Regions from separate parts of the Pan troglodytes genome. Here region 1 is linked to region 2. Evidence: chromatin contacts called from public Hi-C data. All regions are on one chromosome and are shown on one strand. The core of a region is the stretch at or near the end of the contact, and the rest is flanking DNA. Distances in the headings are between cores, read along the strand shown.

Evidence for each region. Hi-C and Micro-C count contacts between places; a contact is called where the count stands out from the background.
Region 1: a contact with region 2 is called in a Hi-C map of induced pluripotent stem cells, with 2.2 times the contacts expected there. The contact joins the enhancer-like site here to the promoter of TMA16 in region 2. A contact is called at or near these places in 3 of 7 Hi-C or Micro-C datasets (induced pluripotent stem cells and stem cell-derived neural progenitor cells) and 1 of 1 datasets of contacts at active chromatin or transcription factors (stem cell-derived excitatory neurons).

The regions. Positions count from the first base shown.
Region 1 is chr3:165,727,350-165,732,929 of NHGRI_mPanTro3-v2.0_pri, reverse strand. The region is part of intron 2 of MARCHF1 (membrane associated ring-CH-type finger 1); the gene reads left to right. Among named protein-coding and RNA genes, the nearest start is that of MARCHF1, 360 kb to the left of the region's middle. Within about 2 kb of position 2,484, at least 1 of the 24 cell types and tissues checked has an H3K27ac peak or open chromatin away from gene starts, as enhancers often do. A contact at or near this core is called in induced pluripotent stem cells, where this site is marked.
Region 2 is chr3:165,208,670-165,214,551 of NHGRI_mPanTro3-v2.0_pri, reverse strand. It overlaps TMA16 (translation machinery associated 16 homolog), which reads right to left and starts at 2,688. Exons shown (of 7, transcript XM_001138474.7): 1 at 1,774-2,688. The coding sequence starts at 1,776.

The DNA of each region.
Region 1 (5,580 bases), core at 1,235-3,734, 520 kb before region 2:
ATCAGATCATGTCTATTAGGTCCATTTGGTCTGTAGTAAATCTTAAGTCTGATGTCTCTTTGTTGATTTTCTGTCAAGATGATCTGTCCAATGCTGAAAATGGGTGTTGAACTATCAAGCTATTATGGTATTGAGATCTCTCTCTCTCTTTAGCTCTAATAATATTTGCTTTATATATCTGAGTGCTCCAGCATTGGATACATGTATATTTATAATTGTTATATTAACTTGCTGTATCAATCCCTTTATCATTATATAATGACCATTTTCAGTTTTTTTCCTGAAATATATTTTGTCTGATGTAATTATAGCTACTCCTGCTCTTTTTAGTTTACATGTCCATGGAATATATTTTTCCATTCTTTTAATTTCAATCTCTATGTGTTTTTATAGGTGAAGTGAGTTTCTCGTAAGCATCATATATTTGAGTCTTGTTTTTTATTGATTCCACCACTCTATGTCTTTTGAATAATTTTGTCCATTTACATTCATTGTTATCACTGATAGGTAAAGACTTACTACTGCCATTGTGTTATCTGTTTTGTGGTTGTTTGGGTGTTCCTCTCTTCCTTCCTTCCTGTCTTCTTTTATGTAAAAGTGTTTTTCTCCTGTAATATGTTGTTATTTCTTGCTTTTTATTTTTATGTATCTATTATAAGTTTTTGTTTTATGGTCACCATAAGGCTTGCAAATAACATTTTATACAAACTAGTTTGACTCTAATTACAAAGAAAGGGACAAAAGCAAACAAAGAGAAAACTAAAAACCTCTACACTTTTTTATTCCACCCTGTCCTCATTTTTTTGACTTTCTGCTTTCTCTCTTTACTTTTTTTTTTTTGAGATGCAGTGTCACTCTATCTCCAGGCTGGAGTGCAGTGATGCGATCTCGGCTCACTGCAACCTCTGCCTCCTGGGTTCAAACAATTCTCCTGCCTCAGCCTCCCAAGTAGCTGGGAGTACAGAGGTGCATCACCATGCCCAGCTAATTTTTTTTTTTTTTGTATTTTTAGTAGAGATGGGGTTTCAGCATTTTGACCAGGATGGTTTTGATCTCTTGATCCACCTGCATCATGATCCACCCGCATCCTGATCCACCTGCCTTGGCCTCCCAAAGTGCTGGAATTACAGGTGTGAGCCACCACACCCGGACTCCCTTTAGCATGTCTTTTAAGGCAAGTCTGGTGTTGACAAATTCCTCAGCTTTTGTTTGTATAGGAAAGTCTTTATTTCTAGTTTGTGTTTGAAGGATAACTTTGATTAATATAATATTCTAGGTTGAAAGATTTTTTTTTCCATCAGCACTTTGACTTTGTCATCTCACTTCCTGGTGACCTGCACAGTTGCTGCTGCTAGAAACATCAGAACTCCTTTATATGTTATTTGCTTCTTTTTTCTTGCTGCTTTTAGGATCCTTTCTGTATCCTTGACCTTTGAGAGTTTATTACATGCCTTGAGTTAGTCTTATTTGGGTTAAATTTATTGGATTTTAAAAATCTTCTTGTACTTGGCTACTCATATCTTTCCCAAGTTTTAGAAGATTTTCTGTTATTATTTCTTTGAATAAACTTTCTCTTTCCATCCTCCTTAAGGCCAGTAACGCCTATATTTGTCCTTTTGAGGCTATTTTCTAGATTTTTTTAGGCATTCTTTATTCTCCTTTTATCCTTTTTTCTTTTTTCTCCTCTAATTGTGTATATTGATATAACCTATCTTTGAGCTCATTAATTCTTTCTTGCTTGATCAGTGCTGCAGTTGAGCGACTCTGATGCAGTTTTATGTTTCTCAATTGTATTTCTAAGCTCCAGAATGCCTGCTTGAGTTTTTTAATGATTTCAATCACTTTGTTAAATTTTTGTGATAGAATTTTTAATTCCTTCTTTGTGTTATCTTGAAATTTATCGAACTTCCTCAATACAACAATTTTGAATCCCCTGTCTGAAAGATCACATATCTCCATCACTTCAGTATTGGTTGCTAGTGCCTTCTTTTGTGTGTTTGGTGAGGTCATGTTTTCCTGAGTGTTCTTGGTGCTTGAGGGCATTCACTGATGTCTGGGCATGGAAGACTTATATATTTAAACTAATCTTCAGTCTGGGCTTGTTTATATGCACCCTTGAGAGGGCTTTTTACAAATTCCAAGGGGAGTGAGTATTGTGACCAAAGCCTGTGGTCACGGCAACTGTTTCAGCACTAGGGGGCTCCATAAGCTCAGGAATGGTGCAAATCCTGTCGCCTCCTATAGACACTGCCTTGGTGAACTTGGGTAAGATAAGGGAGAATTCCCTGGGTCACCAGGCAAAGTCTCTCACTTTCTTTTCCGCAATCAAAAGGAGTCTCTCTTGGCCCTGGGCTATCTGAAATTGGGGAAAGGGATGATGTGGACACTCTCATATCCACCATAGCTGGCACTGTTCAGGGTCACATCCAAATTTTTACAGAGCAGCAAAATACTGGGACTCACCCAAAGCCTGTGGCCACAATTGCCTGGCTGCTGCTGCTGCTGCTGCTGCTGCTGCTGCTGCTGCTGCTGCTGCTGCTGCTGCTGCTGCTACTGCTACTGCTATTTACTCGAAGCCCAAGACCACTTTAGTCAGCAGATGGTTAATTCAGCCGGGTCTTTCTTATCAAGGCAGTGGAATCCCTTCGGACCAAAGGTAGATCTATAAGCACCATCCAGGAGCAAAGACCTGGAATCTGGGGTTTCAGGAATCTTCCTGATGCTTCATTTTACTTAGGCTCAGGTGGCACCCAAGTTGCAAGATACAGTCTTCTGTACTCTGTACTCACCTTCTGTCAAGCAGAAGGAATCTTTACTGAGGCTACAGTGCCTGGAGTTGTAGGAGGGGTGACACTGGCATTCATTTGGACACCACAGTTGGTGTTGCACCCCAAGTTCCCTGCCTACAAAACCAGTGCAGCAACAGGACTTGCCCTAGGACTGTGATCCTTGTGTCCTGACTGCCACTTAAATTTATTCTGGGACCCAGGCCAATTTCGTCAGCTAGTGGTGAAGCTAGCTACGACTCAGGTTTTTCCTGCTGGTGTAAGAAATTTCCCTCTGGCCCAGGGCTGGTCTAGATGTGCTCCCTCCGTGAGCACTCTTAGAATTCTGCCCTGTGCTGTGTTCTGCTGTGACAAGGCAGAAGTGAGTTCCAATATAGTTCTCCACACTCACTTTGCTCTCCGTCCCCACAAAACACATTTCCTCCCCATCTGTGCTGCCTGGAGTTAGGGTAGGTGAGGTGTAGGCAATGCAAGAGTGTCTTACCTACTCTCTTTAATACCTCTTTCCTCGATATTATGTTCAAACCAGTTACTGTGATACCTCACATGACTTTTTGGTTCCTATTGAAGGTGCTATTCTTAGTTTTTTGGGGGAAACTTCATACTGACTCTGTAATGGCTGTACTAATTTACATTCTCACCAACAGTGTACAAGTGTTTTCCATTCACCACATCTTGCCAGCATCTGTTATTAACTGTCTCTTTGATATAAGCCATTGTAACTGGGATGAGATGATATTTGTATCTCATTTTCATTCTCACTTGTGTTTCTCTGATGGTTATTGATGTTGAGCTTTTTTAAATATACCTATTGGCCATGTATATGTTTCTTTTGCAGAAATGTGTGTTCAGATCTTTTGCCCAGTTTTTAATTGAATTACTTTTTTGTCTGTTGAGTTGTTTGAGCTTTTCATATATTCTGATTATTAACAACTTGTCAGGTATATAGTTTGAAAACATTTTCTTAACATCTGCGGGTTGTCTCTTCAGTTTGTTGACTGTATCCTTTGCTGTGCAGAAGCTTTTTAGCTTGATATGATCTCATTTGTCAATTTTTGGTTTTATTGTCTGTGCTTTCGAGGTCTTACACAAAATATCTTTGCCCACACCAATGTCCAGGAGTCTGTTCCCAAAGATTTTTTTTTCTAGTAGCTTCATAGTTTCAGATTTTAGATTTAAATCTTCCATCCATTTTTATTTGAATTTGGGGCATGGTTCGAGAATAAGGGTCTAGTTTTATTTTCCTGCATGTCATTATCCAGGTTTTTATTAGCATCATTTATTGAAGAGACTTTGCTTTCACCATTGCATATTTTTGGCAACTTTGTTAAAAATGAGTTGGCTGTAAATTTGTGGATTTATATCTGGGTTTTCCATTCTGTTCTATTGGTCTATGTGTCTGTTTTTATGCCAGTATCATGCTGTGTTTACTACAGCTTTGTAGTAAATTTTGAAGGCAGATAGTATGATGTTTCCAAGTTTGTTATTTTTGCTCTAGATTGCTTTGGCTATTTGGTGTCTTTTGTGCTTGATATAAATTTTAGGATTATTTTTTCTATTTCTGTGAATGATAACATTGGTATTCTGATGGGGACTGCATTTAATCTGTAGATTGCTTTGGGTAGTATTATCATTTTAAAAATATTAGTTCTTCTAAATCATGAGCATGAAATATCTTTTCATATTTTTGTGTCTTAAGTTTCTTTCATTAATGTTTTATAATTTACCTTGTATAGGTGTTTCATTTCTTTAAGTTTATTTCTAGGTATTTTATTTTGTCTGTAGGTAATATAAATGGGATATATGTATCTTTTCCTGATTGATTGCCACTGCAATATAGAAATGTTTCTGATTTTATTGTTTATTTTGTATACTGCAACTTTACTGAATTTGTTTATCAGTTTTAAGAGTTTTTGGCCGGGCACAGTGGCTCACTCCTGTAATCCCAGCACTTTGGGAGGCCGAGGCTGGCGGATCACGAGGTCAAGAGATTGAGACCATCCTGGCTAACGTGGTGAAACCCCATCTCTACTAAAAATACAAAAACAAAAGACAAAAAAACAAACAAAAAAAAAAACGCTGAGCGTGGTGGCATGCTCCTGTAGTCCCAGCTACTTGGGAGGCTGAGGCAGGAGAATCGCTTGAACCTGGGAGGCAGAGGTTGCAGTGAGCCGAGATTGCGCCACTGCACTCCAGCCTGCATGACAGAATGAGACTCCACCTAAAAAAAAAAAAAAAAAGAGTTTTTTGATGGAGTCTTTAGGTTTTTCTAAAGCTAAAATAATATACTCAAACAAGGATAATTTGACTCCTTTTTTTCTAATTCAGATGTTCATTATCTTTTTCTCTTGCCTAATTGCTCTGTCCAGTACTTTCAATATTTGTTGAATAGAAGTGGTAAACATAGACATCCTTGTATTTTTCCAACCTTAAAAGGAAGTCTTTCAGTTTTTCTCCATTCAGTATGATGGTAGCTGTTATATATGGACTTTTTTATTTTGAGATATATTCCTTCTGTACCCATTGAATGAGGGCTTTTTTTTTCTTTACCATTAAGGGATGTTGAATTTTGTCAAATGCTTTTCAGCATCTATTGCAATAATCACATGGTTTGATTTTTCTTGATTCTGTTAATGTGATGTATCACGTTTATGGATTTGTATAAGTTAAACCATCCTTGCATTTCTGGATGAATCCCACTTGATCATGGTGAATGATTTTTTAACATGTTGTTGATTTCAGTTTGGTAGTATTTTGTTGAGAACTTTGCATCTAGGTTAATCAATGATATTGA
Region 2 (5,882 bases), core at 1,439-3,938:
AATTTGAAAAGATTATTTATATATAACAGGTAAACTAAATTTTGATATAAAGATATGAACTTGCTGAGCTCCAGCAAAGATTTACAATAAGAGAACATTAATGAGCAAAGTAACAAGGATGAACAACTATAAGCTGTACACTGTTACTATTTATTTATATAACTAAAGTTAATAACGATAACATTTACTAAGTGCCAGGCACTAGACTAAGCACTTTACATTTAATTTCCACAACTCTATGAGGTAGGTACTATTGTTATCCCAATTAAACAGATGGGAGGTTAACTAATTTTGCCAAGATGGCAACTCAGGGAAAGACAGGTGCCCAACTCTGTCCTTTGGGACCACATTCTGAGCTGTACTGAAAGAGGATGCAGCAAAACCACTAATGAGGTTGTATCAAAAAAAAAACGACAGAGCCAGAAATGAGCCAATGAAAACAGGTTCATATGCCACTCTTTTGACTTCTATGCCAAAGCAACATACTTCTACTATACAGCCTGATAAGAAGTGAAGCTCTGATAGTCAAGGACAACTACAGTCAAATACCAATCTATCTCCCCAATCACTCAAACACAATGAGATGTAATTGCTTTCATATTCCACTCTGAAAAGGGGAAAAAAACTAACACTATAAAGAGTTGGAAATCCCACAAGCAAAGTGACAAGCAAACACTGAATTTACACAAATGCGTACAATCTAAAGTACAAAATATGCGTCAGCGGTGGATCAAAATAAAGCACAAAAAACTCGCGAAACAACGAAAGAACCAGACTGTAAGACAAAAATGGTATACAATGAAAAGAGAAAAAAATGAAAAGAAACAAAGAGGCCACATTGTGGACACAATATCATAACTTTTGACCAGATTATAAACTTTTAAAATTTTTTGCTTTTATTAAAAATTAATTGAAAAAATTTATAAAGCATGTTTCTATGCAAGAATTACTCTCAAGAACACAACGATTACGTAAAAAATAGGCAAGAAGAAACAACATATTGTTTCAGAATACAAATATGTGTAGTAACTATAAAGAAAAGTAGTGAAATTATAAATACAAAACTTAGATGTTTGCTTCTTAAGGTTTCCTGAAAGTTATAGGTTCAAAAAGAAGGTAACACAGGGCGTTCAAAGAAGGTAACACAGGGCTTTCAAAGGCTATGTTTTATTTCTTAAAACTACATAATGGGTAAACGAGACTTCCTGAAACTGCTAATCTTTACACTTGAAATGTGCTTTAGTAACACTCTTTTGTATCTACTCAGTTTTTAATAAAAACAACAAAACTGCTTCAGTGCCCTGGAGGGAATGGGGGCGTAACGGCAGGATTCAGGGCACTAACGAGAGGTGAACGGACGCCGAGGAAGAGGCGACTAAGCCCATACTGAGTCTACCTAGGCCAGAGAGGCAGAGGTGTGTAGGGCCAGCGATCTCAGAAGTTTTGCCAAACTCCTCGATGCGTTACAATGGAAAGGTGCCGGGTTTCCCCCCAGGAAGCAGTGACTAGCGAGAAGTTAGGCACAAGGCAAAGAGGAGCAAGGCGACATGTGAGCACTTCAGCACTCGGACGCGGAACTCTAAGGTCCAGGCGTTGGGCCTGGGACTCGCCTCCCAGAGGCTTCGCCCCGCACCCCGCACACTCCCTGAAAATAAACACTTTGCATCTTCCCCTCTCCTAGGTTCCCGAAACCGCACCCTCCCTCTCTGCCTGCTCAACAAGAGCCTTCCGGGGAACCAACCGAGCGGTTCGGGGGAGCAGGAGGGGGCCCACCATGGTGACGTCCTCGTGGCCACGGAGCAGCTCCGCACTCTAGACCCAGGTAATCTCACCAACCGCAGGAGCAGCAACTCACAAGAGCACCCGGGCCGAATCCCACGTGGCGCCTGAGAAGCCGGCGCCGACCCAACCGGAACAGGAGAGGCGAGTGCGTTTCTCTAAAGCGTCCCCGTTAACTGAGACCGCGTCTTTTTCGCCCGTGTTGGGCTTTTAAGCCCTAGCCCAACGAACAGCCAGACCTGCGTGCTCGCCGGGAGCGGCGGAAGGGAGCTTGCGGCGGGAGGCTGAACTCTGCCTGGTGCTGAGTGCGAGGCTGGGGATTGGAGCCCGGGTGGAGACGCTACACGCTCCCGGCCCGTCGCATTCCGGCCCCAAGAGCGGAGCTTGCCCATCTGTCCCAGAGCACGACTCCAGAGCGCAGCAACCTCTTCAGACAAGAGGTTCCCTCTTGCGGGCACCCGCATCTCAGGGGCTGGGACCCTCTCAAAAGGGCCGCTGGGTGTTGGCTCCCCGGAGCTCTTGCGCGGCACAGGCTCCTGCCTTCCGCTTTTCCACGTACTAGATTACCTTGGGCAAGTCCTTTCCTTCATTGAGTCTTTTTTTGCCCTGCCCTGCCCTGCCCCGCCCCTCTTCTCTTTCCTTTCTTTTCTTCTTTCCCTCTTTCCCTCCTTCCCTCATTCCCTGTTTCTTTCTTTCTTTCTTCCTCCCGGGTTCAAGCGATTCTCCTGCCTCAGCCTCCCGAACAGCTGGAATTACAGGCCTCCGCCACCACGCCCGGCTAATTTTTTTTTTTTTTTTTTTTTTTTTGTATTTTTAGTAGAGACGGGGTTTCGCCGTGTTGGCCAGGCTGGTCTCGAACTCCTGATCTCAGGTGATCCGTCCGCCTCGGCCTCCCAAAGTGCTGAGATTACAGGCCTGAGCCACCACGCCCGGCCGAGTCTTAGTTTCTTTATCCGGAAAGGCCACTTCCTCATATTCAAGGCCTCTGCCAACCCAGTTTTTGTTTTCTTCTCACAGCATGTGAGAGTCTTTGTTTCACCCACACATGTTAGAATTCCGTAGACAATGTAATCATTCAAAAACTATTTATTGAATGCCTACTGTATGCCTGGTATTGGGGATACTCCAACAATATCCCTCACTCAGCTCATTTTCCAGGGGAGGGAGGCATGTAAAAATATTATTTCAAATAATATAAGTACTCTAATAAAAATTAGCTGGCGGGGGCATGTAGAAAAGCTGTTTTACACATGGTGGTCTCTATAAAGTTCTCTTTTAGAAGTGATAATTGAGCAGAGACCGGAATTGTAAGAGAAAACTAGGCATGGGAAGAAGCTCCAGGCAGGGTGAAGCTGGTGTGCCTTGATATGTGTGTGCAGCTGTTACCAGTTGAGGGTAGTTGGCTAGGTCCTTGGCGTTTTGAACAAATAATTGGACAAAACACACAAATAAAGCAAAGCAGTGAAAGCAGAGATTTATTTTAAATAAAAGTACACTACTACACTGCGTGGGAGCAGGCTGTGGCAAGCTGCTCAAAAGCACAGGTTGCAGAATTTTCTGGGGTTTAAATACCTTCTAGAGGTTTCCCATTGGTCTGCCACAAGTCTGATTGGTTGAGGAAGGGGACCAATCTGAGGCACTTTCATTTTTCAGCTGCCACACAGAAAAAGAAGGGCTTGCAACTGCCAGGCAGCAACTGCCATGCAGAAAAAGGAGGGGCTGAAAGGGGAGTAGTCTTTCAACTGATATCCCGTCAGCACAAATCAGTCCTAAGTTCCCTGCTTCCAGACCCTATTCTCCTGCCGCACAAATAACTTGTATTTAATCAACAGATGTATCAATTTTTGGAAATAATTTAAATTGTAAACAAGAGTGTGTCCAGAAGATTCCTGAATCTAGGGGCAGGGTATTTTCACATGGCTTTTTTGTGTGTGTGAATCTACGCAATGAAGGTCACCTTTGAATATATACTGTGGAGGCAGCACAGTCATGCATCACTTAAGGACGGGGATACTTTCTGAGAAATATTTCAATGGGGGTTTTGTTGTTTGTTTTTTGTCATGTGAATATCATAGAGCACACTCACACAAGCCTGCATGGTATAGCTTACTACCCACCTAAGCTGTATGGTATAGCCTATTGCTCCTAGGCCACAAACCTGTACGGCATGTTACTCTACTGAATACTGTAGGCAATTGTAACACAATGGTAAGTACTTATGTATCTAAACATAAGAAATGTACAGTAAAAATATAATATAATCTCATGGGATCACCATTGTAATGCAGTCCATGACCAAAACATTGTTACATGCACATGACGGTACTCTGTGAAAGACTCCAATTAATCTAGAATATTTACACCCTAGCTCCATACTTTAGCCACTTCCTGTGAAGCCATCTTTCACCCACCCTACCCCATTCCCTAAGTCTGGCCTTGTGGAGAACACCCTCCTAAGTTCTATGTTACTGCAAATCTTTTAATTATTAAATTTTCCTTCTGGCTATTTTAGCTGTTACTGATTGCTCTATTGATCATAAAATTCCTACCTACTCCTAACCCATTCCTAAACTTCAAATTGCCATCAACTCAATAAACCATGTATCTTGAAACTTTTATTTTTTATTTTTAGTCGGGTTTTAAAAATAAATCTTCATATTTTCCTCATTCAGATTCAACCCCTAAATAACATTGATTATAGACATGTTAAAAATATACTGTATATGTTCAAAATACACTGTAGCGAATACAAACATGAATTATACAGAGCAAGAATAAAGATGATAATGATGGCTAATGTTTTGTCATTATTTAATATATATATGCACCACTGTGATAAGCAAAATGAATCCCCCAACTTTTCCCCTCCCAATTCAACCTCCCCTTTGCCCCATGCAATAACCACTGTAGATGATTTGGAGACATCTTTAGAGATATTTTCCTGTTCTTTAACAAATATACTCAGATGTGTGTGTATGTGTGTGTTGTATGTATGTGTAAGGATTAAGTATTGATTAACATTAGGTATTGATACAATAAGTACAAATGCATAATTCTAGTGTCACAACTAAAAGAATAGAAACAGGGTATCTAACTTTGTACAGGCTACACACAAGTAGAGAAAATAAAATAAATGGAATGATTAAAATATACTCAGGTAATTCCAACTAAGAAAATAAAGGAGAAAACATGAAACGTAAGACAGGAAAATAAAAAAAATATGGCAGTAGATTTAAATCCATAAAACAGTAATTACAAAATAACTGCCCCCAACTAAAGAAAAGTCAGATTGTATTGAAAACATCCAACTGTATCCTGTTTATAAGACACATCTAAGGTACACGAAAATAGAAAAATAAATGGAAAGAGTTATGCTAGGTGAATGCTAACTGAAACAATGCGGGTATACATATATCAATGTTACACGAAATAGACTTTAGGTCAAAAAGTAATATGGTAGATATAAAAGATCACTTCATAATGATAAAGAGTTTCCATTTTAAATTCATGTGCATCTAGTAACATAGCCCCAAAATATATAATGGAAAAGCCGATGCTGTTTCAAGTAGAAAAACCAACAGCCTTGGTGGAAATTTTAGCGTGCCATTTTTCAGTAAATAATAGAACAAACAGATAACCAATCACCAATGACTGAGAAGACTTGACCACAACAAAATTTGACCTAACAAATCTACACAGAATAGTGCTTCCGGTTCTTACAAGAATACATGTGTTCTTAAATATGTATGGTATAGTTAACAACGTTGATCACACATTGGGTCAGAAAGCAAGTCTAAACAAATCTGAAAGGATTTAAATCTATAGAATATGTTCTCTGACCACTTCATAATTAAACTAGAAACCAATAACAAGGAGACAACTAGAGAATTGTCATATATTGAGAAATTTAAAAATTGTACTTTGAAATAAGTCAGGAACTAAAGAAGAAGTCATAATGCGAATTAGAAAATAGTTTGGGCTGAACAATAACAAAAACAATAAATATCCAAACTAGTGGGATGCACCTGAAGTAATAATTAGCTCCATTCGTGTAAATATTAGAGGCTTCAGTATAAATATTAGAAAAGAAGAAAGACTGAAAA